Regions from separate parts of the Mus musculus genome. Here region 1 is linked to region 2. Evidence: chromatin contacts called from public promoter capture Hi-C data. All regions are on one chromosome and are shown on one strand. The core of a region is the stretch at or near the end of the contact, and the rest is flanking DNA. Distances in the headings are between cores, read along the strand shown. Region 1 holds the start of Tmco1 (transmembrane and coiled-coil domains 1). Region 2 holds the start of Fam78b (family with sequence similarity 78, member B).

Evidence for each region. Capture Hi-C pulls out chosen DNA fragments and counts their contacts.
Region 1: a promoter capture Hi-C map of liver shows a contact between it and region 2. The contact joins the promoter of Tmco1 here to the promoter of Fam78b in region 2. A contact is called at or near these places in 3 of 39 promoter capture datasets (cranial neural crest, hippocampal neurons and pre-B cells), 2 of 484 Hi-C or Micro-C datasets (Sertoli cells and embryonic stem cells), 2 of 115 datasets of contacts at active chromatin or transcription factors (astrocytes and large pre-B cells) and 2 of 9 other capture datasets (liver and pancreatic islet).

What each region holds. Positions count from the first base shown.
Region 1 is chr1:167,307,271-167,309,970 of GRCm38.p6, forward strand. It overlaps Tmco1 (transmembrane and coiled-coil domains 1), which reads left to right and starts at 1,400. Exons shown (of 7, transcript NM_001039483.1): 1 at 1,400-1,663; 2 at 2,036-2,113. The coding sequence starts at 1,594.
Region 2 is chr1:167,000,162-167,002,861 of GRCm38.p6, forward strand. It overlaps Fam78b (family with sequence similarity 78, member B), which reads left to right and starts at 1,256. Exons shown (of 3, transcript NM_175461.4): 1 at 1,256-1,667. The coding sequence starts at 1,405.

The DNA.
Region 1 (2,700 bases), core at 150-2,649, 310 kb after region 2:
TCGAACTCAGAAATCCACCTGCCTCTGCCTCCCAAGTGCTGGGATTAAAGGCGTGCACCACCACCGCCTGGCTTCTGAAGCTTTTCTGAATCCTCCGTGAAGAATCGGTCTTGCGCTCTCAACACTTTAGCTATAATTCTATCTTACTATGGCGTACAATTTCCCTGGGGAATTTTGGAACCAAGGAATCTTATCTTGCTCCATCTTACAGGGCCCAGTACTGTTCCTGACATATATTTAATGTCTATTAAAGACGTATATTTATAGTTATATCTTTATTTAATAGACATATATTTAATATCTATTAAAGGAGTCCTGGATAAATATAAGGCAAGAGAAACTAAAAAGGTAATGCTACAGAAGATTTATAAATTGTGTGCAGTGAAATTTGGAAGAACAATGACAGAAAATGGAAGTCAAACTGGGCATGGTGGCACAGTTATGGAAAGCTAGGACAGGGGGGTCTCTTGAGTGCTCCAGGTCAACCAGGGCTCCATAGTGCAACCCTGTCTCAAAAAAACACAAGGACGCACAAAGGAAGACTTCTGAGTTTTCTTGAGGAAAAAGAGCAGATCTGAGAATTGGGAGGAATCGAGTGCTCTTATATCAAGGCCTTCCCGTCATTTTCTCGCCCCGCTTGCACACGGTAATTTACAGTCCATCACGGAGGACATCTGAGTGTATGAGGCTCTCTCAAGACATCCTACTTTTACACACCACACCTTTTTCTATCCCCGTGTCCGTCCCCCCCCAACCCCCCGGCTGTTTTTTTTTTTCTTTCTTTCTTTTTTTTTTCGAGACAGGGTTTCTCTGTATAGCCCTGGCTGTCCTGGAACTCACTCTGTAGACCAGGCTGGCCTCGAACTCAGAAATCGGCCTGCCTCTGCCTCCCAAGTGCTGGGATTAAAGGCGTGCGCCACCACCGCCCAGCCCCCAAAACACTTCTAACTCAAATTCAACGTTTTCACTTCTTCCCCTTCGACTGCGCCACCGTTCCTTCCAATAAAAGCCCGGCCGCAGCAAGCGAGTTGTGCAGCCCTTCTCCTCCAACGGCGTCCCCGGCATCATAAAGGCTGGTTTAACCAGCGCCCGAGGACTCCTCGACTCGGCTCGCCCAGCCCAGGACCGGGGCGAGCCCCCAGACCCTGACGCTCCGCACGCGGTGGCCTAACTTTTCGGCCACGGAGGCGGGGATGCGGGTGAAGTCCAGCCACCGTGTGACAGGGTTCTAGTGTGAGGTAGGCGATCGGGCTCGGAGAGCAGGTAACGCACTGCCGAGGTCGCAACGCCGCCGCCACCACACCGCCATCCTCCGACCGACCTGGCTTTCCAACTCTCGCGAGACCGGGCCTGGCGCGCGCCTTCGGCCCCCGAGACTTGCGCGTTGCCGCTCTCTCCCGACTATGGCGGCCAGACGGCGGGAGTGAAGCCTGTAGTTCCGGGTCGGCGCCCCGGAAGCGGAAGTGTAGACTCGGGGCTGTCAAAGTTGTAGCGCTCCTCGAGGGTCGGTCCCGCCACGTCTCTTCCCGGTCTCTCTGGCTCTGGAGTGCTTTCCCCCCGCGGAGGGTGGGAGCGCGGGGACAGACGGGCGAGATGAGCACCATGTTTGCAGACACGCTGCTCATCGTCTTTATCTCCGTGTGCACCGCGCTGCTCGCCGAGGGTGAGGGCGGCTGTTTCCTTGGACGTTTGATTAATCCCAGGGTGGAAGGGCACTGGGGTCCCTCGCACCCCATGAGCAAAGATCGGGAGCCTCACTCCCTGCGGCCTGCGTGGTCCGTTGCAAGAAATCCCGGGCTCATCCCCCTATAGAAGCAGGAGAGTAGTGTGGAGTCATACGTCCTGATTTTCTTTACGTATTTGTGGATACACTGAAAAAAACAAAACAAAACATGGGTTGATCTGACTTTGAAAAAAGTTACTGATAAGTATAGAGCAAAATGTCGAAATCCTTTTGTCTCCAATACTAACAATTAAAGATGGTTTGTTGTGATTTCCATTTATTTCTCATTAGCATGTTGCTTTTACTGTTTAGGCATAACCTGGGTCCTGGTTTACAGGACAGACAAATACAAGAGATTGAAGGCAGAAGTGGAAAAACAAAGTAAAAAATGTGAGTATGGTAAGACGGTGGACGGTTCAACACGGGAAGTTCAATGGGTGCATGTTCACAGTAACTAAGAGAGGAGTATACCAAGAATACTACAAGCCAGTGTTCCTTGTTAGGGCAACTGAAATCTCAACACTCAGGAGATGGACATGATTGTGAGTTCGCAGCTAGTGTGGGCTACATAGGGAGATTCATGTTACAAACAAAACCATACTCTAACTTGGTAAAGATAGAAATCAAAGACCTTTGTGCAGCATCTTTAATAAAGCTAAAAGGAATCTGGGTGTGGTAGAGCTCCAGATAGGGCAGGCCTGGTCTACATAGTGCATTCCAGGCTGGATCTACTTCCTGTCGAGACCTTGCCTAAAACGGGGGGGGGGGGGGGGGGGGCGGGGAGCTAAAGGGGAAAGGGGTCATGGCAGACACACACACACACACACACAGAGTCTTCATTCTAAAGAAGAGGTCCTGTTCTGTTGTGAGAGACTATGGAAGATCTCATGGTACAGATGGACCCAGTGCCTTGTGGATTAGTTAGAATGTAGATAGAAGATAAAAGAGGGAGAGGAAATTCTAGGGAAAGGAAAAAT
Region 2 (2,700 bases), core at 6-2,505:
AGCTCCAACAACCCCCCCCCCCAACACACACACACACATACACACTGTGTGTTGTTCTGATAAGAGTATTTTCAGAGATTGTGGAGGGGTGATATGAAAACAGGCCATGAGTAGACTGAGCTGGTGCCTCGACTAACACTGGCATTTGGGGTGATTTTGTGTCAGCCTCCAATGGGATTTCTCAGGTTTCACTCTCAATACTGTGGTGCAAAAAAATAAAATTAAATTAAAAAATAAAGCTTCTACTAGACTAAAGGAAAATGCGGACCAGTGAACGAGGTAGTAAATCTATTTCGTGGCACTGCTGGAGGTCACACCCAACTCTAACAAACTATATCACAACGATACATCTCAGCTGGAGCTGATTCTCCAACATCTCTCCTCCCGCAGCCTCACCGTACCCCACTGTGGTTCCCTCTATACTCTGAACCGCGCCGCGCCCTCCCGGCCCCACCCATCCCAATAAGCAGGGTCCCGCTTCTACACCCCACTATCACCCGCGGGGCGCCACCTACCGGGGTCCCGGCCCCGCCCAACCCCACGTGCCGCGCCCCGCCCGGGAGCTAGCGGCCCTTTAAACACCCCCACCCTTGCACACTACCCCCCCCCCCGGACGGCAGCCGAAGAGGGACAAACTCATGGCGTACAGCCAGTCTCTTCCGCGGAGCTTGTCCCCCGTAGCCCTAGCCCGCTGGGCTCTCCGCCCGGGGCTACGGTCCCCTGGCGCCCCCCACACGCCCCCGCAGCCGGATGCGGGAGTGTGGGCGCTGTCCGGCTCCAGGGCGGGGCGGGAGGGAACACGGACTCCGCCGCCGCCGCCTGCCTCCGCCTGCCGCTCGGGCCGCCCGCTCGCCCGCCGCTGGGTGCGCTGCACGCGGGGGGCAGCCGCGGTGCAGCAGAGGTTCATGCAGCGGCGGCGGCGGCGGCGGCTGCTGCTGCTGCCGCCGCGGAAACAGACAAACCGGGCGCTGCCGCCGCCACCCTCCCGCAGCTCCATGCCGCCGCCGCCGCCTCCTCCTCCTCCTCTCCGGCGAAGGGCGGGGGGCTCCGGCCCGGGGTGGGCACCACTCCTCGCAGCGCCGCTCCCCTCCCTGCCCTCCGCCGGGGCACGGGAGCCGGAGAGAGCGCCCGCCGCCTCCTAGGAGCGCACGCTCCGCGCGCCCTTGCTGGAGCGAGGAGGCGGGCGTGGGCGGGCGTCGGGGCAGCCGCGACCCAGCGCGCGGAAAGGGGAGGGGGCTTCCCCGGAGGATGCCCCGCGGCGGCGGCTCCTCGCTCTTAGGCGCTAGCTGAGCTGGACCGGGAGCGAGCGGCGCGTCGCCATGCCGGCGTGACGGGTGCCCGCGGCTGCCCGCGCCGGGCCCCCGCGCTGCCCCACGCCGCGCCGCGCCGGCGCCGGGCGGCAGGATGGGCTGTATCCAAAGCATCACCTGCAAGGCGCGGATCCGGCGCGAGAACATCGTGGTGTACGATGTGTGCGCCACCATCGACCAGTGCCCCACGCGCATCGAGGAGACCTCGCCCATCGTCCTGCGCTACAAGACCCCTTACTTCAAAGCCTCGGCCCGTGTGGTCATGCCCCCCATCCCCCGCCACGAGACCTGGGTGGTGGGCTGGATCCAGGCATGCAACCAGATGGAGTTCTTCAACACCTACAGCGACCTGGGCATGTAAGCGACCGGCCACGCCACGCGGCGCGGGAGCGGGGTCCTGGCCCCTTTCTCCACTCTCCATTCTGAACCCCCTCCCCAACCCCTCTTACCGTTGCCCCCATCTCTTTCCGAACCTTCCTCCTGCCTCCCCACCCACCTCCCTCCTCCCTGCGCTTTTGTTTCAGTGACAGGGCGGGTGACGGGAGGCTCCTCGCGAAGGCATTTTCTCGTGCTTTGCTTCTGACTTCCTCGGAGAGGCGAGGAGAATAGTGAGGGGCAGGAAGAACGCGACTGGGAGGGTACAAGAGGCAAAGATAGGATGATTGGCGATTGTCGTGGGAGTTTGGGGGCGCAGTCTGTATTTGTGGGTCTCCCTGGGAAGTTTGGGGAGAGGAGTGGAGTCCCGGGGGCGCATGGGCTGTGTCGTGCGTCTTTTGGAGAAAATCAAGCTGGCTTGGAAGAGAAGGTCCAGGGTGTAGGAATGGGAGTTAGAGGTTCTGCCTTTGCTTCCCAGGCCAGCGAGCCTAAGGAGCATCTCTGCCTGGAATCTCCAGCTGGGCAGAAAGCCCCTCTAGCTATGCGCCCTGAGGACCAATTCTGGGGCGGTGGGGAGCTGGAAGGCACCGGATGCTCCCGGGCCAAGAGAAACTGGTGGCCTTGTGCTAGCCTGGTGTAACACGAGGTGTTTCTTAGGCTCAAGGAAAGGATGAGACACTTCATCTGTCTGGGGTCTTTACTTTTCAAAACTTTCCTAATTGCGGCGCTGGAAGGGATTCCCAGGCGCCCACCGCCTATCCAGTCGGCTGGCTGGGAGCTCTCCAACTTCCTTCAGCAGCGCCGGTTAGAGCGCGCTGAGGGTTTGGCAGCTGCGGTGCACCTAGATCGCCAGGGCTCTGCGGCCGCCAGGGGCGGACATCCTGCCCTGGAACCACACTAGCTTTGAGAGGTCGTGTTCTGGACTTTTTTATCTACTAGATTTTCATCTGCCCTCCCGTCCCCTTTCGGAACTAGACTCCGTGTACTTGGCCACTACATTTGGCTAGGAGACTTG